Regions from separate parts of the Hordeum vulgare genome. Here region 2 is linked to region 1. A link is a contact called in public Hi-C data. All regions are on one chromosome and are shown on one strand. The core of a region is the stretch at or near the end of the contact, and the rest is flanking DNA. Distances in the headings are between cores, read along the strand shown.

Region 1 (2,692 bases), core at 62-2,561:
CCCAGGTACATGTTATAGAAAGTAACCTGTGAAGTCATGTGGTATGGTTTGTTTGGCTTTTTGGCCACAACTATGCAGCACTCACAATCTCCACAAGATTTCAGATTCTGGAACCAGAAATGATATTCACTTGTGACATCTCATCCATCAGATATGAGAAGCCAGAACCTTTTTTTTTCTTTTTTCTTTTGAGGGGTGCAAGCTACAACCCCCTTTTTTAGGGAACCAAGCCCTAACCTCAATCAGTCTTTTAATGAAATTCCCATCCTACTGTACTGAACGTAAGGGCTTCGTTCTAAGGCCGGCAAGCGCCTCCGTTCTAAAAACTGTACTGAACGTTGCTCCACTGTCACCAGCAAATTAGTTGCATATTACTGCCATTGAAAGTACCACCACGTATGTTAACCTTTCTCATTCATAATGACATACAAACAGATCTGCAAAGGCCATGAGCGGCTATAGGGTACTAGAGTTTCCACCGATCAAGATTATTGGATCTTTTGGTTGAGCTTTTGCCACTATTCACCAGAGTCACAAATGAGATGAAAATTGTCAAGTTTTTAGATGATTTCCGTCTATTTTTGGGTTACGGTGGCATACCAAGCAAGGAGCCGAATAAAGCATAATTATGGAGTTTGCACATGCCATTGATCAGCAATGCCAGTTGGGAAACCGATCTACCAAACAGTTCTCCGGGCCCATCCTTGCGGGTCTAAAACCAACAACTCACACTTCTTGGGTCGTCTTAAATAATGTTTCCAAAACAATAAGAAAATGCGTCACTGATCATCAATGGATATAAAGTAGTAGAACCTCAATTCATGGTTGATAGAGAGAGGTAATTTTGTCTAATGCTAGTATAATGCATTATGCAACGTGAGCTTTTTTGATGGAAAAATCGAAATTACCTGGATCCTGCCCTTATGGCCGAACCGAGTAACGGCGTGTCGCTCCGCGAGCGCGGCGAGCTCTCGCCTGCGGCGATGGGCCATCCGAGCGACAAGCTCCTCCACCGCGCGCCGCCCGCGTACCGTCCTGACCACCAGCTTGGGCGGGCGAGTGCCCTTGATATGAACGGCGAGCGACTCGACTGCATTGCGCAGCGGGCCCGGCGACGGCGGCGCGGACTGTGAGAGCGCGAGTTCGTTGTTGACGGCGTCCAGGTCCTCCTCCGGCAGCGAGGCAGCCCCGCTGAGCTTCTTGACGATGCACCCAACGCGGCCGCGTGGCGAGCCATCGGATTCAGAGGTGACGTCGCCGGAGGCGCGGGGCGTGACGGGCCCCACGGCCTCGATCTCGCGCCAGCGCTGGATGAGCGACGACGCCCGCGGGCCTGACGGCGGCAGCTCCGGGCCGGCGGTGGCCGTGGAGGAGGCGTCGGACGGCGCCGGCGAGGGCGCGCGGAAGACGGCGGCGCGTGCGGCGACGGGGCGCGTGGCCGAGGCGAGCGCGGACAGCTCGGCCTCCCTGTCGCGGCGGCGCGCATCGACGGGGGGCGGCGGCTCGGAGGCCGTTGCTGCGGCGGCAGCGGCGGCCCAGCGCTCCAATATAACCCGCCTGCGCCTGGGCGTGGGCTCGGCGGGCGCGGCGGCGTCGGAGAAGGAGTGGCGCGGCGGCGGTATGAGGACGTTGACGTTGAAGAAGCGCCTGTGCCTGGAGGTGGAGGTGGAGGTGGAGGTGTCCCTCCATGGTGCGGAGTCGCTGGGCATGGCGGCCAGGGAAGAGGCCATGGGGAGAAGGGTCGGGGCAAGCTAAGAATGGGCAGTGGTGGCGGGAGGACGCGTGTGCGGTGGCAAATATAAGGAGAGAAGAAGAAGAGAAGCTCCCGCCTCCACGGTTCCTGCGATCCTGCGATTGCGGTTTCGCTATGCTATTTTCTGCGGCCGGGCGGCAAGGAGATTGGAATGAGCCGTTGCGCATGGGAGCAGATAGCCAGAGAGCCACAGAGCAGAGCAGAATGGTGGGGAGAGGGAGAGAGAGGGAGCGTTTGCTGCTCGCTATCCTATACTTAGGCGGAGGACCCGGGAGGGGGGGAGGTGCCGTCACGGCGTTAGCGCGAGCGAGGTTTCGGCGCGATTGCACGGCGAAATCTGGCCTTTCCCGTTTCGGGCCGGGTGGTTGCCTCTGGATCGATCTTGACATGTGCCATGTGACGTGCGCCCGAGTCATCGTCCCTGCTCCGCCCGCGGCGGTGCTGGTGTTGGTTTGGTTTTGGTTAGGTGGTGCATGCGTCGCGCTACACGTTCCTTTCGCGCAGAATGTGCTTGCTTTGCAATTGCAGACAGGCTGCGCGTGCCTTCCGACTTCGACTTCGACCCCTCCTCTCCTCTCCTCAGAGAATCTCCAGCCGTTGCGTCGCCGGGAGGCATTTTTTCAGCCTCGTTGGCCCGGCAAAATATTTGGTATGGAGGTTTGAATTTGTCCAGCCGTCTTCCCAGTAGATTGTTTTTTTTCTTTCTTTTTTTATCGTGCATGTCGTTACAACAAACACGTTGTGGGCATTACCGGCCACGCGAGCTCGAGCTCGCCTGCGACGACCCCAGGCCACCCCTCCTGCACCAGCATTCCTCACTCGTCATGGACGCCAAGCTTAACCTCCACCACTATCCTCTTCAGGTCGTAGCCACACGCGGAAGCCAGCAGGTGAACGCGAGCTTCGTACGCCCCGACCGCGACGCGGTGTTGCGCGTCT
Region 2 (2,692 bases), core at 134-2,633, 770 kb after region 1:
TGACAAGTTTTTCAATAAGTGCAAGGAATAAATCATATGAAAATCACCAAATGGCATCTTATCTCAAAATTACTTTATCGCAAAGTTGCACAAATGATAAAATTAATGCCATTAATGGATTCCCTGGATTTTTCTACCCCAAAGTCATATATCACACTGATATGTTACTGTGGAGAAAACACACATAATTGGCATTCAAAAATTGCAATAGTCACTTATATCTTAGTATATGCGAGATGGGGCATATCCCTAAATGGCAACTTCCAGATCTGGACATGGCCGAATTTAGACACTTCCTAAAATGGCAAAACTCAGAAGAGAGAATTAAATTACCAAAACAAATATTAAAAGAGAAGGGCCCACCTGGCATAGACACCAAGACCTAGAGGGGGTGACATGTTGGCCCTGAGCCCACTGTAATAAGATATGGATTAATTGGAAAAAGGGCGCCCGGAGGGATTTGTACCCGGCTGGTACCTGTGAGCGCGAGGGATGGCGACTAACTAGGCTACAGAGGGATCTGGTCTAAGAGGGGCACGGGCTAACATAAACTAACCGCGCGGGCTAGCTTCTTCTACCTTCGCTAGAGAAGTCAACGACGTCGCCGGCGGCCACTCCGACGACCATAGAAGAAGGTGAATGCCAGTGGGGCTGCAGAAACGGCGGACATGTCCATTCTCGGGGTTAGGGACCGGCAGCGCAGCGGGCAGAGGAGGTCTTGAGCTCGAGCAGGAGCTCGGCTCAGGCCATGGCGCAGCAAGGCGAAGCAGGCACGCGAATAGAACGTGGCGAGGCGAGGCAAGGCGTGCGATGCGTGCGCGAGGTGTGCAGCAGCAACACACGCGCAGACGGGAGCACGGGCACGAGACGCACAACAACACACACATAAAAAATGTGTCCTTTACCAGAGCACTGGGAGCGCAAAGTTGACATGAACACTATGATGCAATCGGGACGAAATAGCGGGCGATGAAGGTCAAAAGAGAGGCTCGGCTCACCTAGGGCTGGCTGGATAAGGAGGGGTGGCAGAGAGGGCTTTGGGGTGACGCGAGGGACGTGAGGGACGAAAGGACGCGACGGATCTTCGGGTTCGTGAAGTAGAGGAGGAAGAAGCTCGGGGGACATTGATCTGCACTTGGAGCAGTCCCGGACATCGAGGAAGAAGAGGTGCAACGAGGAATCCCTTCTCGCAGCACTGGTGCTCTCGACACGCAATGAGGAGGTTACCCTAAGCTCGAGCTCGCGCTCGACCGGAGCATGGCGAGCACGGCGACAGCTTTGCTTGGGTAACTTAACTGAGCGGCGGCACAAGGCGGAGGAGGAAGGAATGGAGAGAGGAGGGTTAGGTCTAGCTACCAGACGCATTTTATAGGGCTCTAGGGCGATCTGCGGCCGTCAAATCGACGAGGGTGCCGACGTGGCTCCTCTGGATGCGCTGTCGTACGGTTGAAGACGTACGCGAATGCGAGAGGCTGGTTGGGCTGTGCTTCACTGCTAGCTCGATCGCCGCGGGAGGAAGATGGCCCAGGTAGACAGTTCTCTCTCTCACCACGAAAACAAGTTTTTCTCTTTTAATAAAACAGCAAACCAATTAAAATTTCGAGCATAATTGGAGAAGAATTAGAGAAACATAAAATTTGGTTTGAACATCCAAAATTATGTACCATTTAATAAGAATAGTTTGGGCATTTCTAGAGAAAATAATTAACCCACCTATTATTTACCACTAATGTTGTTTTAGGAAAAGACAGAAAAGGAAAACTAACAACACATGGCCAAGAGCTTTTTTAAAATACCTTACAGATTATTAGGTAGATATGGAACATTTTTCTGCATGGAAAAGGGCAAGTAAAATCACCACATATCTGGCTTTGCTATTAAAAGGGTTTGAGGCATAGTTCTTTTGAAAGAACTGAGAGAGGTTTCACACAAGACAATGCTCTTGCTACCAAGCACACAAGCTTCCACATCACACACTCACACACAATATAGCACAACAAGCATATGATGCAAACAAATAATTATGGAGTGATGACATGATGCCATGATGAAAATGAATGATATGAAGCAACTTTTATTAAACCCAACACATGAGGGAACATCATGGAAGGTCATACATGGTATAAATTACAAAGGTGGCAAGGCTTGCACTTGGGCTGTTACAAAGTGGTAGTTACGTAGTACGCGTCTTCATCCGCATACCTCAAGGCGACAATAATTGGGATTCTTTTAGGGGATTGTCGTAGTTTGAGGAGTTCATGTATTCACCTTGTGTTAATGCTTTGTTCCGGTTCTCTATTGAAAGGGGACCTTAATATACCTTATTTTCCAATAGGATCCCACTGCCATGGGAGGGCAGGACAAAAGAAGTTATGCAAGTTCTTATCGCAAGCACGTATGAATATATACGAAATACATGCCAACATAATATTGATGAATTGGAGCTAGTTCTGTGTTTCCCTAGTGTGTAACTCTTATACGGTTAAACCCATCGAAATCTTTATATATCACCGAATCACGTGACTATGCTTTACATATAGTGAATCTTGCTAAGTTACTACAATTGTTGCCGGTGTCACACCTACCACTCAATTGCTACTGTTACTATCGTTGCCAAAATTGCTGCTATCACTCTTAGTGTTACTACTATCATTTGCTCTGTTACTACATACTTGTTGGAGAGACATATCCC

The links. Hi-C and Micro-C count contacts between places; a contact is called where the count stands out from the background.
Region 2: a contact with region 1 is called in a Hi-C map of leaf, with 4 times the contacts expected there. The contact joins the enhancer-like site here to the promoter of LOC123425956 in region 1. A contact is called at or near these places in 3 of 6 Hi-C or Micro-C datasets (leaf and seedling) and 1 of 1 datasets of contacts at active chromatin or transcription factors (embryo).

The regions. Positions count from the first base shown.
Region 1 is chr2H:233,411,549-233,414,240 of MorexV3_pseudomolecules_assembly, forward strand. It overlaps LOC123425956, which reads right to left and starts at 1,312. Exons shown (of 8, transcript XM_045109733.1): 1 at 909-1,312. The coding sequence starts at 992.
Region 2 is chr2H:234,183,163-234,185,854 of MorexV3_pseudomolecules_assembly, forward strand. No RefSeq gene overlaps it. Among protein-coding and RNA genes, the nearest start is that of LOC123429973, 340 kb to the right of the region's middle. Within about 2 kb of position 1,384, at least 2 of the 3 cell types and tissues checked have open chromatin away from gene starts, as enhancers often do. A contact at or near this core is called in leaf, where this site is marked.